Linked DNA regions of Mus musculus: all the other regions are linked to region 2. A link is a contact called in public HiChIP or PLAC-seq and capture Hi-C data. All regions are on one chromosome and are shown on one strand. Each heading gives the region's core, a stretch centred on a gene start, on an enhancer-like site or on the middle of the called end of the contact. The rest is flanking DNA. Distances are from core to core; before and after follow the strand shown.

The links. HiChIP or PLAC-seq counts read pairs in DNA pulled down with a chosen protein or histone mark. Capture Hi-C pulls out chosen DNA fragments and counts their contacts.
Region 1: an H3K4me3 HiChIP or PLAC-seq map of bone marrow-derived macrophages shows a contact between it and region 2, with 4 times the contacts expected there. The contact joins two enhancer-like sites. A contact is called at or near these places in 6 of 39 promoter capture datasets (the 3T3-L1 cell line, the C10 cell line, HPC-7-derived erythroid cells and 3 more), 1 of 115 datasets of contacts at active chromatin or transcription factors (bone marrow-derived macrophages) and 1 of 9 other capture datasets (liver).
Region 3: a capture Hi-C map of embryonic stem cells shows a contact between it and region 2, with 3 times the contacts expected there. The contact joins two enhancer-like sites. A contact is called at or near these places in 1 of 39 promoter capture datasets (the 3T3-L1 cell line), 3 of 115 datasets of contacts at active chromatin or transcription factors (embryonic stem cells, large pre-B cells and regulatory T cells) and 1 of 9 other capture datasets (embryonic stem cells).
Region 4: an H3K27ac HiChIP or PLAC-seq map of embryonic stem cells shows a contact between it and region 2, with 2.8 times the contacts expected there. The contact joins two enhancer-like sites. A contact is called at or near these places in 4 of 39 promoter capture datasets (the C10 cell line, HPC-7-derived erythroid cells, hippocampal neurons and 1 more) and 2 of 115 datasets of contacts at active chromatin or transcription factors (bone marrow-derived macrophages and embryonic stem cells).
Region 5: a Foxp3 HiChIP or PLAC-seq map of regulatory T cells shows a contact between it and region 2, with 13 times the contacts expected there. The contact joins two enhancer-like sites. A contact is called at or near these places in 4 of 115 datasets of contacts at active chromatin or transcription factors (CD8 T cells, embryonic stem cells and regulatory T cells).

The regions. Positions count from the first base shown.
Region 1 is chr8:34,902,864-34,905,563 of GRCm38.p6, reverse strand. The region is part of intron 3 of Tnks (tankyrase, TRF1-interacting ankyrin-related ADP-ribose polymerase); the gene reads left to right. Among named protein-coding and RNA genes, the nearest start is that of Tnks, 61 kb to the left of the region's middle. Within about 2 kb of position 1,338, at least 79 of the 459 cell types and tissues checked have an H3K27ac peak or open chromatin away from gene starts, as enhancers often do. A contact at or near this core is called in bone marrow-derived macrophages, where this site is marked.
Region 2 is chr8:34,122,989-34,125,688 of GRCm38.p6, reverse strand. It overlaps Mboat4 (membrane bound O-acyltransferase domain containing 4), which reads right to left. Exons shown (of 3, transcript NM_001126314.2): 3 at 504-1,934. The coding sequence ends at 971. Among named protein-coding and RNA genes, the nearest start is that of Gm39158, 3.5 kb to the right of the region's middle. Within about 2 kb of position 1,283, at least 108 of the 459 cell types and tissues checked have an H3K27ac peak or open chromatin away from gene starts, as enhancers often do. A contact at or near this core is called in CD8 T cells, bone marrow-derived macrophages, embryonic stem cells and 1 more, where this site is marked.
Region 3 is chr8:34,726,548-34,729,247 of GRCm38.p6, reverse strand. No RefSeq gene overlaps it. Among named protein-coding and RNA genes, the nearest start is that of Gm46069, 38 kb to the right of the region's middle. Within about 2 kb of position 1,352, at least 7 of the 459 cell types and tissues checked have an H3K27ac peak or open chromatin away from gene starts, as enhancers often do. A contact at or near this core is called in embryonic stem cells, where this site is marked.
Region 4 is chr8:34,920,896-34,923,595 of GRCm38.p6, reverse strand. All of the region lies in intron 2 of Tnks (tankyrase, TRF1-interacting ankyrin-related ADP-ribose polymerase), which reads left to right. Among named protein-coding and RNA genes, the nearest start is that of Tnks, 43 kb to the left of the region's middle. Within about 2 kb of position 1,270, at least 34 of the 459 cell types and tissues checked have an H3K27ac peak or open chromatin away from gene starts, as enhancers often do. A contact at or near this core is called in embryonic stem cells, where this site is marked.
Region 5 is chr8:34,755,637-34,758,336 of GRCm38.p6, reverse strand. No RefSeq gene overlaps it. Among named protein-coding and RNA genes, the nearest start is that of Dusp4, 51 kb to the left of the region's middle. Within about 2 kb of position 1,251, at least 27 of the 459 cell types and tissues checked have an H3K27ac peak or open chromatin away from gene starts, as enhancers often do. A contact at or near this core is called in CD8 T cells and regulatory T cells, where this site is marked.

The DNA of each region.
Region 1 (2,700 bases), core at 89-2,588, 780 kb before region 2:
GATATGGAAGCAAAGACGAGCTAGGGAAGAAGTCCAAATGAGAGTGGACGCGACACGCAATCCTCTTGAGTGCCGTCATCTCAGATTTGTGTGGTCCTGCTTGCTGGTCATAAGGCTTTATAGAAAATTGTCAGATCCTCGAAGGCATTAACAGCTCATTCCTAGTCTCATAGGAAGTCCTGGGTCCCTTTCTATTCTCTTGTAGTTGTTTAACCATGGCACCGGTGCCACCGCCACCCTCAGGTACTGTGTCAGGGAGTCAAATACCATGCTGACACAATAATGCTGTAATTTGAATTAACAAGATTTGGAACCAAGAAGCCTCCTGAAAGAGGCAAGGGCCATTAGTCTCAATTTTTTTCTTGAGATCTTTATGTGATACTTTTTTAGAAAAAAAAACCAAAACTGTTAAAGCTAATCTATGGTTTAAACAAAAGTGAAAGTAAAGATATTTTTGAGCAAATTGGTTCAAAAATATGAAGTAGAAGAATTTAAGTATATTCAAAAATAAAAAGTATATTAAGATTTATAAGGACAATGACATTGTATATAATGAAAAATATAAGAAAATTTTAAGGGATTTACAAAATGCCTTACCAAAAAAAATGGCTATACCCACATAGCGAAAATCAGCATCCAGCATATAGGGAAGAGAACATTCTATGCTCTTGTATATAGCATCTTTTAAATTTTATTTTTATTATTATGTTTGGGGGGATGCCCACGCACACAAATGGATGCAAATGGGCCACAGGTATGTCACGGTACTCTTGCTGGAATTAGCAGTGATTGACAGCTAAACTGGCTATCGTAATAGCGGAGGCAAGCTATCATGCCAAATTTTAAGAAATTATGTCCAACCAATTGGCAGAAATAAGCTTTGAGAAATAAGTAGCATCTTTTAAATTTCATTTTTATTATTAGATGTTTATTAAGCTGGTATGTGGTGGTGGTGGGGTGCCCTTGCACACTAATGGATTCAAATGTACTATAAGTATGCCAAGGTGCTCTTGACATAGGCAAGCATTATTCTTCTCCTTTCAGACCTAAACAATTTCATGTAGCATCAGCTTCAAGTTGAGGCATTTGGGGGAAAAATTATCAAAGACTAAAACAAGAAAACAAGATAACAACATTGCTGACACAGAGGCAAGCAGAGTGTGTTTAGTTCACTCTAACATCCCTCTCCCTTCCTCGGCCAGTTTGTGTATGACAGCTGCCTTTGACCTACTCATGGGCGTGTCCCTGTTTTGTAATTGCAGCCAACTTAGAACAGACCTCTTCCTCTTTAGACTCTTTCCTCAGATCCTCAGCCAGTGCCCAAGTGCTCAAGCTGCTGTCTCTCACACCCTCTACTTGGATATGGGACTGCTTACTCACAGGCACCGCGCGCGCGCACTCTCACTGCAGTAGTCAGCCTGGTTTGTTCAACTTCTGATACAGCCTCAGTGCTATTTGCTGGTGGGACACTAAGAGGTGTTTCTCAGGATGCACATTCTTCCTTTAGTGTTGAATATTTTGTTGATTTTGTTTGTGGGGTTTGGTAGATAGGTACAAAACACCAGTTTTTCTTCAATTCAGCATGCTAGCACTGGAGTGAGTATTAGATTGGTGCAGGTACAAGGATGGAGAGACCTGTCGGTGCTGTCCTCTTAAGGCGTGTTTTCATGTACTAACAAAAGCAAGTCTGCTCTATTCATCAGCCTCCTCCCTTAGTACCAGATTATAGCAAAAGACATGTGAGTTCTGGACAGTTTATTTTACATGGCGTGTGGACTTCTACTTACCTCAAAAGAAAGCTACATTCTTGGAATATATTCACAAGAACTGTAGTGCCTGGTGTGTGCCCAACACAATAGGTGTGGCTTTAAGATACCCCGCCCCCTACCCCCCAGAATGCTTTTCTTTCTTTCTTTTTCTGCTAGTTTCTTAAAAGAGAGAAACAGATAAACTTGGTTTTGTAACTCAATTGTAATGATTGTAGCACACGCACTATCCCTCTCTTCCCTTCTGGTTGGGACGGTAGGTTGTGTGCCCGTCCCAAAGGAACTGAGTTCTGTTAGTTCCATCATCTGCCCTCGGATAGACCTGTCTCCAGACCTGATGGCTTCTCACTTTAGTCTCCATCAGTAGAAACTATAGACTTATACAAAGCAGAGAAACACACTGAGGATGCCAAGGAAATAATTGAATCCTGAGTTTAAAATTTTCACTCTTTCAAACAAAATTTTTACTTAAATCTATTAAAGTCATCAAGATGATAAAACATGAGGCTGCCAAGGATCCCAAAATAGCCTGCCTGGGGTTTTATACCAATTACAGAGCTCTTAGGTAGGCAGTCTTTGTCACCATTCTTAGATAACTCTATGCAGAAGCCATTATACAAATGACTGCGTCTATCAATTGGGTTACATTTACTCAAATGAATGGATAATATCTATTGCTAACAGAATGAGAGATTGGGTGAGAATCATTTTCAGTCTCTGGCTTAGTGCATTCTCTAAAATGTATGGCTGTTTAAAATGTAAATTTATTTCAAATAGTTTTCTATCTTTGTCACATTAGATTTCCTATATATATCTAATTCAAATTTTGTGTCTAAATTTATTTGGGTTAGAGACATATGCTTTGAAAGGGTACAAGATGAACCAGAATATTGCCCCTTATAAATATAATCAATCACGAACTATCTGGCTGTAT
Region 2 (2,700 bases), core at 34-2,533:
TGTGACAGCATCCACCATCAGGGATCAACAGAAGCCAAACCATCAGACTTTGCACTTCTAACTCTGAGACCTAAATAAACATCCTTTCCTTCATAAGTCTGCCTGTCTCTAACATTTCATTATGGCAATAAGAAGTCATTCATACCAGATTGCAATACTTCACATCCCAGAATCAACTGGGCCCAATGGGTACTAAGCATTTAATTTCTGTGCATATAACATCTTCATGCGGTTCACAGTAGTTTGATGTTTTGGTTTTGTTTTTTAAATCTGGTAGTGAGGCTCAAACCCCAGCCCTCCCATCTGCTGGGCAGACACTCACTGAATCACGCCCTCTACTCACACCTGATGTTTTTATATCCAGGCTCATTTCAACCTCACTTCCACATCTAGAGAAGTCCCTGTGCTTCTCCAATTTGTACCTCAGTAACAATAGAATAGCTTGTTAATGCACAAGTCTTAATTACTGTTCCCCTGCTGTAATGAGACACCACGGCCACAGAAACTTTTATAAAGGAAATCATTTAATTGGGGCTGACTTATAATTCCAGGGGTTTAGTCCATTATCATCATGGCAGGAAGCATGGCGGCATGCAGGCAGACATGGTGCTGGAGGAGCTAAGAGTTCTATATCCAGATCGGCAAGCTACAGGGAAAGACGCTAAACTAGGACTGGGCTTTTGAAACTTCAAAGCCTAGTGACACACTTCCTCCGATGAAGCCACACCTCCTAGTCCTTTCAAGTAGTGTCACCCTCTAAGCATTTAAATATATAAACATATGGGAGCCATTACTATTCAAACCACCACAGAAGAGAAACACATCTCTGTGGCCAGCCATCAGGTTTATCCATCCAATACTTAAAAACTTTCACTATGAATAGTTTTAAATACATTATTCATCAAGGCATCTTCTGGCATTTCCTAAGCAGTATTTAATGGCTAGGTGAGATGAAGGGCAGGGAAAGATTTCAGTTACGTTTGTCTTTTCTCTCCGCTAACAGAAAAAGCAAAAGACCGTACATCACAGGGAAGAGACTGTTGTAAGAACAGCACAGTTGGCAGAGAGAGGAAAGGCTCCGGCCCTCCACCGCCAGCATGATGTAGGCAATGATGAGTTGGGTATGAGCCCAAGTGAGGGCTCTATAAAGCAGCCGCAGGGGCCAGGATCTGATACATACGTTGGCAAAAGTGTGAATCAGATAATCGGCTTTCACCATTACAGACCAGCACAGGAAGCCGAACACCTGACCTGGGTGGAGCCCGTGCCACCAGGCAGAGAAGGCAAATGTCTGCAGCAGGGGCCAGCGCCGGCTCTTCCGGAAGACGAGCCTCCTGAGCCACAGAGCTGTGCTTCGGTTCCACTGCCTGGCGAACAGGGAGATCCTGTGGGTAGTTTCCAGGGTCCAAATGTCCACGTCGGGGACGTATCCCTCCTCTCCAGGCCCCTGGCCAGCCTCAGCGCCAAAGCCCGCCGCGTGGAGGAGAGAGTCGTCCAGGATCCAATGGGAGTAATAGGTGAGTTTAAAGAGCCAGGCTGTGGACCACATGAGGTAGATGCACTCCAGCCGCTGGCAGTCATCCAGTCCAGCTCCAGCACTCACCGCGCTCCTCAGCGCCACCTTGAGGCACTCCAGCCCGAGAATCTGCAGACCCCTCCAGGTCAGAGCCCGAAAAGAGATACTCGGATACAAAGAGCTTGATCTTTGAACGCAAGCCTGAAACCTCCGGAAGGAACACAGGGAGCCTCCCAGGAGAGCAGGGAAAAAGAGCAAGTAGCTGAAATGAGGTAGAGCATCCCACAGGTGCTCAGAGAAAGAACTCTTGCTCCTGATGCCCCGCCTCGGGGCCTCCACCTTCCCTTCACAAATGTCCAGTGAGAGGGATGTGACTCTCTGCGTCAAGAGCATGAGGGAAGAAAGAGTGATGTAGAACCTGAAAGACATTTAAATAAACATGTATGTGAAGCCACGCCATATTTATTGTCTCACACTTGTTCTCTCGCCTCCAACCTGCCCACAGATCTCATAGCAAATCACGCTCCACAAACACTCTTAGAATCTTTCAGAACCGTGCATTATTCCAGGGCAAAACCACTAATTATCCCAGGCCGGGTATCACACTCCTTTAATCCCAGCATCTCAGCATGCGGAGGCAAAGGCAGTTGGATCTCTGAGTTCGAGGCTAGCATGGTTTTCAGAGCAAGAACTACACAGTCAGAACTACACAGAGAAAACCTTACCCCAACCCATCTGACTCATATTTATGCTGTCATGTGGTTGCTGGGAATTGAACTCAGGACCTCTGGAAGAGCAGTCAGTGCTCTTAGCCATTGAGCTATCTCTCCACCTCCTGGTTATAATATTTTAGAATAGCTTATAAACGGCTGGAGAGATAGCTCAGTGGGCACTTGAGACTGACAACCACAGTTCAATTCCCAGGTCCCACGTGGTTAAAAAAAAAAAGAAAGAAAGAAAAGAAAAGAAAATGAAAATGAAAAAAACCACCTAACTCCCAAAAGTTGCTCTCTGAACTCCATAGGAGTACTGTGTTGTGTACAACAAATCAATCATAAATAAATTAATTAAAAATGTTCCTTTAAAAAGAGAACGGCTTACAAATATTAGGATCAGACCTGGTGTGGTGACACATACTACATTCAAGAGGCTGGGTCAGGAGGAGAGTGAGTTGGTTTGCCTAT
Region 3 (2,700 bases), core at 103-2,602, 600 kb before region 2:
ATGTCATTCTAGACTCTAAGGATATCAAAGAATAAATGAGGAATATATGAATAACACTTTGCACAAAAAATTAATGATCTACAGAAAAGGACCAATTCCTTGGAAAAATGTAATTCAATCAAACTCCCACGGGGAGGATCATATAATGGAATAGGTCTATATCTGTTACCGAAACTAAATCAGTAACTAATTACCCTCCACAACAGAAAGAACCAGCTTTAACTGGCTTTAATGGTGAAGTGTGGCAAACAGTAAAGAAAGACTAGATCCCATTGGTTGCTTGCATTTGGTTTGAGACAAGGGCTCGCGATGTTGCCCGCCTGACTCGGAACTCGTAATCTCAAGCAATCATCCTGACTCTCTCAAATCCTGACACTAAACATAAATGAGCCATCCAGAGTCCTCTTTTAAAAAACAAAATGAAACTACAAAGTTCCACTGGCCAGAGCTGAGGTTGAAATGGAGCTCATGAGGGAAGGCTGTGAGAGTTGGATCTCATTATTTAAAAGTTGTGTGTGTCTGAGTGTGTATAGTATGTGTGAGTACGTGTATGTGAGTGTGTGAGAGTGTGGATGTGTGTGTGTGTGTGAGAGTGTGGATATGTGTGTGTGTGAGTGTGTGTGTGTGTGTGTGTGTGTGTGTGTGTGAGTGTGTGAGTGTGTGGATGTGTGTTTTTGTCTAGATAGACAGCTAAGCAGTTAAAGGCCTATCCAAGAACACTTGGATAGGACCTGAATTCAGTCCCCAGAACCCACACGGCTTACAAGCATCTATAACTCCAGTCGCAGGAGATCCAATGTTCTCTTCTGGCTTCCATGGGCATCAGACACACACCTGATGTAGCTGCACGCATGCAGGCAAAACATTCATACATATAATCAATCTAAAAAACCAAACCAATCTAAAAACAAACCTTTAACTTTTAAGTAACTAATCATCATGAACTTTTGGCACTACATTTTTTTAAAGCTTTTTTTTTTTTTCCCAAGACAGGGTCTCACTATGTAGCCCTGGCTGTCCTGGAACTCGATCTGTAGACCAGGCTGACCTTGAACTCACAGAACTCTGCCTCCCCAAGTGCTGGGATTAAAGGGATGTGCCTCAACTGCTTGGCTTAGATTTTATTTTTAAGCATTGCACTAATATGTGTTGCGATAATAAGGGTATTTATTTATTTATCTTGTCATTCTCAAATTTTGTTCCCAAGGCATGTGTCTCACTATGGTCCCACTCTCGTGGGGAGAAGAGGCAAGAAAGGAATAATTGCAAATGCTCTGTAAGTGTGACCGGATGTGGTGGGGGTTTCCCTTTTGTTTTTCCAGTGGTGATGGTTTGCATTTGGATGCACACAAAGACCGGGTGCTAAGCAATGGCTAATGTGAAGGGGATGGGGAATACGGCCTGGAGGAGAATCAACAGAAAGAAGGGTCACCCTGAACGGACTGGCTTCCGGCAAGCTCACATCCCAGTAAGATCTTACTGTGTGACATGAAGACGAAATTGACATCTGGCAAAGCACACTTGTACTTTTTGATTGACTAGTTTGTACAGTCTTTATTGTTTCTTAGTGCGTTAAATCCATTGTTAGGCTCTTTTAAAAAGACCGTAATAGATGCACTGATTCCGCTCAGCATATTGCTTAGGCTAGATCAATAAAACACATGGGAGGCTTAATCTTCCCAAGACCACTGCTCGCCAAAGCATAATCAGAAAATCCTTCCTCTTGTCTAAAAATTCATTTAAGAAGTGGTTTCCAATTTTGCTAGGAAAATCAGCACCTTCCCCCAAAGTCCAAATATAGCAGACTCTAGGTTGGATAACAGATATTCGTTCTTTCCTTAAACATAATTTCCTTTCTAAGTCTTGATTTTTTTTTTTGATTAAAATAGTTTCAGGAAATGCAATACACACACACACAAGTACAGCTGCTGTTCCGATTTGTTAGAACATGTGATTGACTATCAATAATTACATCATTTATAGAAAGCCCTTGATCGTATAGATTTCATTACTATATGTAATTTGGGGTCAGTGATCTGTAAATAATAAAATGTTTAAAAATTATTTTTCTAATACCTGTGATGGAATTCTTGAAGTTCAATGAACTCGATACACATACCGATACACAAAGTTTTGGCCAAAAGGTAAGCATAGTTTGAAAAATGAAAATTGTCAAAGGAGCTAGATATCCTGAAGGGTCAGTCAGGTATGGTGGTGAATACATGCAATCCCTGTGCCTGGAAGGCGGAAGTAGGGAGATCAGAAGGTCAAGATTATCTTAGGCTGTAAGAAAGATTTGGGCCATCTGGCAACAGGAGACTCAAAAACCAACCAACCGACCAACCAACCAACCAAGAACGTTCTGAGCATCATCATACGGAACCATTATGAAGGGAGAAAGACTCTGGACGTTGTAGATCCAGAAGCCAGTCTCTTCAGGACTGTTTTTGCTGTGTTTCGCTTCCATAGTGTTTCTCCTCATGGGGAAGGGGCAGGGGAGCCTCCCTGTGTCGGGTTTCAGGTGCCTGGCCTCTGTGGGCTCACAGCCGTGTGGGTTGAGCAGATAAATACGTTTACATTCAAGCAGTGAGTTCTCAACCATGAACAGCAACCCCTTGGGATCAAACGACCCTTTCACAGGGATGGCCCAAGACCATCGGGAATTTCCCATATTTACGCGTTATGATTCAGAGCTAGCAA
Region 4 (2,700 bases), core at 21-2,520, 800 kb before region 2:
TGTGTTTCCTGACTCTGAACTGATCTGGCTAAATAAGTAGAAATTGAGTAGGGAATTCACAAATCATAGCTCATATGGAATACAATTGAGAATTTGGCCCTTTCTGTGTTATAACTATCCTTTCTGTCAGCTGCTGTAGTTTTTGTAGCCTGCCTACTTGGAAAGGAGATAGGAAGAATGTCTATCAGTAGAAAAATCAGTAGACTGGGAAGAGTCTAGATGTAGTGGTTTAAGGTTGGCTCATATCTCAGTTGGTTAAAGACAGTAGAAGTTATTTATGACTCTTGAGGTTGAGGCAAGAGGATCATGTATTGGAGGCCAACTAGGCTATATATTGAGGCCATGTCTCAATAAATAAGTGAAATAAAGTAAGGAGGTTTGAATGGCCATGGTACTCATTAATTTACATTCTGGGATATTCATATGTCGTGTCCCCCCCCCCCCATACCGTTCTTTGTATCGTGTTTGCATATTCTGAGAGGCTTGTGGTGTTTGCATTGACCATACAGCATGAATTCCCAGTTACATTTTATGCCAATAGTTAAATTACCTTTGATGGTTCCAAACTTGAAAAGTACATTTTGAGGCATCCCAGTTGACACCCCTGAAGTACCATGTGGCCTTTCTGACGTTTGCCACTGTCACCTTTACTTGTTGTACATATCATTCTTGCCTTACTAGAATGTAGTGTCAAGAGTACCATGACATGCCCACATGACTTTTATAGTCACGGCCTGCTCTGCTGTCTCAACTGTGTGTACAAAACATGTCTGCTAGTCGAAGGCCGTTGAGGCTGTCCATAGCTCAGCTGCTGTGAGAAGTGCTGCGGTGAAGCTCATGTGCGAGTGGCTGGGACGGAGCGCAGATGACGCCCAGCAGTGTAGCAGCAGTTGGGTGTGGAGGGCTGACCTTTAGATTTGGAGGAACCTGTCCTGAAGGGTCTGCGGTTTAAACTCTGCTTTGATATTCTGAGTAGCCAGTAGGCAACGGTATTGTCAGCCGTGAAGCTCGGCCTCTGAACTGTTTTCTCCCTTCATTTACTCCTTTCTGCAGTGGGAAAAACAGGTTTAGACCCCTGTCACTTTAATGCAGATATCTTTACATCTAAACTTCATGGAGTTAATTTTTTGTTTTACTTCTAATAAACTTGTGATGGTTAAGTATTTTCTAATCCGGATTTTGCTAGCAGCAGTTGCTTCTTTCCTGTTACAACATTGTTCTCCGTGATGTGCCTTTGTTCAGGTCACAGAGAGAGCTAGGAGTGACCACAAAATGTCTGAAAGCCACACATTTCAGGCAGGACAGTTACTTTTGAGACCGCCTAAACCAGAATACAACTGGGAGTAAACAACCATTTCTCTTTCAGAGTAGACCATTATAAGTACAGTCCTGTTCGAAGGATTGAGGATTTAAGTTCCTTTTGAGGGGAACAGTCAGGCTTTCAATACTTTGCCTCTACCACTTATTAAAAATTGCTGAATCAAAGTTTTCATTATGTAACTGTCATATCCTGCTAAGTAAAAATGTTTTCACCTCCATTTAAAGCAGGATCTGGTGTTCAGTCCCAAGTATGAATAACAGGCAGCGCTTTTCATGGTCGCTATTTCTTTGCACATGATCACTCAGCAATTAAGCCACCTTTCTTTGATTCTTGAGTCTGCTTTATGATTGAGATGCCTTATAAACTAATTGGAAATTTCCAGGATGAACCAATGTGAAATTTCCTTCTGGAATTAAAAACAAAGTTTCTGCAAAAGCTGATCATTTTGATTGCATAGTCAGGGTTCTGAGGAGGAATTTACATATATACAGGGGATTTAGTAGAGTGCCTGACAGACTTTGGTCCGACTAGTCCAACAGTGGCTGTCTCTCTATAGAAGGTCCCAAGAGTCATCCAGTTCGTGAGGCTGAGTGTCTCAACAGAAGATGCATGAACTTGCCAGTGAGACTTGTACTTGCTCTCCTTGAGCAAACCCTTCCTTTCCATGTCCTTCCAGTGGGCTGCTACAAGAAGGTTGGCCCAGGTGGGTGTTCTGAGCCTACCTCAAAGGATCCAGTTAACCAAGAGTCCCTCCCAGGCGAGCCCAGCCTCTTGCTTTTGAAGTGAATTCCAGATGTATTCAAGTTGACTGCCAATAATAGCCTTCAGGAAGATAAAGTAACAGTAACTTGATGTTGTGTTGCTATTTTATTCTTTAACTTTTGAGTCACTTTAGACTCAAAATAACATTGCTACATTCAGGAAGTAAGTGATACACAGCAGCCCCTCCCCACCAGGATACACCGGACTTGTGCTTAGACTCCTAGTGGATGCCTGAAACCTTCGGTATTGTTGCGTCCTTTCTCAGTACTTTCCTGTACATATGTATGCCTAGAGGAGACTGTATCTAAGTAATTGGCACTGCAGTCAAATCTGTGCGTGGTGTCCCAGATGAGCAGTAGCATCTAGCTGTAAGAACTACTCTGCTGTAGCAGAAGTGACTGTAAGCAGCTCTAGGCTTTCCTCTCCTGGACGTGCAGCAGCATGACTGCCCTGGGCTACTTTCCTCTTCCTTGGAGTTTCAGCGACAGACTTGTCCTCCCAGGGATGGGAACTCAGTTTTTTTAAGTTGAGAACTTTTGTCTTCGCCTTTAAAGAAAGCATGCTATGCTAAGCTGCTTTTTGACATGTTTGAATCACAAACATGTATCATTTGACCA
Region 5 (2,700 bases), core at 2-2,501, 630 kb before region 2:
TCTTAACTCCATCTCTCCAGCCCCACAACCGAGGCATCTTATAAAAGAAAATGTTTAACTGGGCTCATGGTTTCACAAGGTAAGAAGCCATGATGGCAGAGCAAAGGCATGGTACTGGGAGAAGCTGGAAGCTCACATCTGGATCCACAAGCAGGAGACACACACAGAGCACACTGGGAATAATAGTTCAAGTCATTTGAAACCTCAAAGCCCACCACCACTGATACATCTGCTCTGAGGGGGATCCTGCAGGTATCCATGCAGGCAGTGATCTTTGAAGAGATGAGAATGAAAACCCAGTTGAGATTGATTAGACTTCGGGGAGTCTAATGCCAGGCTGCTCATTGTCAGCATATTTAAACGGCAGTACAATTTGGGGGAAAGTTCCCATTCCCGGTGCACAATAAAGCTGAATGTGTGGCTACACAGAGACTCCTTTACAAAGTACATGTGACCATGAAAGTGAGATTTATAGCTAGTAGGCTTAGAAGCTAGCATGATCTCTTGACTCAATAGCATAAAGATCAGCAGGCTACAAAATATTATGGCATGTCTACAAAGTATGGGTTTAACTGGGAGCTAAGGAGGGACAGAGAGTCTGGGGTAGACATTCTTGGTGACTTAGGTGAGATCTGCCTCTAGAGCAAAAGGCGGGTGAGGTCTGCCTCCACAGATACCAAAAAGGTCACCAGGTCCTTAACAAAATCCACTTCCAGACTTCAGGGTGGGAAAACCGGTATCCTGTCTTCTTCACATCACCTAATCCATCTCAAGCAATTCCATCTACTGGGCAGTGCCTCTTCAAACATGTGACCTTTGGAGGCCATTCTCATTCAAAGCACCACATCTTGCTTTTGCAGTTGAGACATGTATCATTAGTTTAAAAAATTTGAACAAAATCTCATTCCTCTTTGATGCTCCCACTGTGGCTGGTCTGTGGATCTTTCAACTTTGTTTGTGTGTGTATGTGTGTGTGTGTGTGTGTGTGTGTCTGTGTGACACACACACACAAAGAGAGAGAGAGAGAGAGAGAGAGAGAGAGAGAGAGAGAGAGAGAGAGAGAGAGAGCGCTTGTATGTATGTGTCAGACTTGTTAAGATTTTGAACAAAGCTTATGCTGTCACAGTGGAAGTCATTTAAAAACTGAAAAATGACACAACTTGACATACCCCATTGGCAATTCCTTGCTAGCCTCATTTATGTAGACTCCAGCTTCCTGTCTCCAGTGGTGTCTTACAGCGGTGAGTCAGTATGTCCTGTGGTGTAGACAGTCTATCCTGTCTAACCTTAGCCCTATCAACTTCTTTGCCTTCTGGAGGAAGTCTTAGGAAGAAGATGAATCTTTCAGAGTTGCTTAGCAGTCTGAGCCCCTTCTGTGGATGGTTCTTGGATCCTGGTTCTGTTACTTCTGTCATCCAGTTCCTGATTTCTGGGATGACCTTCAAGGTCACCTCCACTCTGCCTAGCTGGAAGGAGAGGGTGAGAGAAGTCATGGAAGAGGGCTGCATGCCAGGCTTCTGTGCAGCCAACTTAAAGGAGATCCGAGAGCCTTTGGCACAGACTCTCCTCACCACGGTTCCAGTACCTGGCCATCAAAGCACAAGGGAGCTGGAGACACTGGTTGGGCATCTGCTCCTAGCAGTCTCTCTCCACTTCGGCAAAGGATATGGGTCTTCACTGAGCCCCTAACTGCCTTCTTCTTAGAATCATGATCATCATGCCCTATCTAGTTTAACAGTGGCCTCTTCTTGAGGACATCAATATGTTATATTGCATGGAGATATTAAAGCCCAAGTTACAGTCGTTTAGGAGATTCCAGTGTTGGGATTCAAATTTGGTCAGTCTGATTCTAAAGTCAAGTAATCTCAGTTTTTTATGTCACACAGCTACGGTAAGGTTGGCATGTTTGAGTCACCAGTGACCAAAATGAAACCCAAGGATGTGCACCTGACGTTCCTCTTTGTTTTTCTCAGTTTCTTTTACAACAGCACTAAAGAAAAGGCCCAAGGTTCTAAGTAGTTTTGACAATTGTCACATCATCCTTAGCCACTTCCGTCTCAATTATCTAGAATCCAGCCTAGGTAGCTTCATTTATTTTCAAGATCCAATGACCATTCATTTTAATATAACTCTCTCACACATTTATTTTCAAACCCAAAATGTTATCTCAGCATTAACTGCTGGTTTTAATTCAGTCCTCCATAAGCATTCCCAATCCAACATACCCCCAAAACAAAGGCATTGACCTTATATCCCTGAGACCTATGCCTTCAGGTAGGCTTGCCAACAGCTCACCAGCTTTGATTAGCTTCTCAAGGGGTGGATGCTTGGCTTCTCTCTCCCCCTCCCTCCTCTTTCTTTTTCTCCCCCCCCCCACCAGTACTGGGGTCTGCAGCCAGGGCCTCATGAGTGCTAGACAATGTATTACCACCAAGCTGTATTCCTTCACTCAGACTTTTGTTTTTCCATTGCTGCTAACTTCTTAAAGATGAAGTCCACAGCTACTTTGCATGTTTTCTAGACAGGCCAAATGTCACCACTCTTGCCTATAGGGCCCAGGGACTTTTTTGAGATGGTGATGATCATCCTAAGGAAACGCCCTCCCCCATACGTCTTCTTTTCTTACTTTCTGTTTGACGTTGAGGAGGTGGACAACCTTCAAACCATGCTCATCCTTGGGGCCTCTGGCATGGCTTGAGT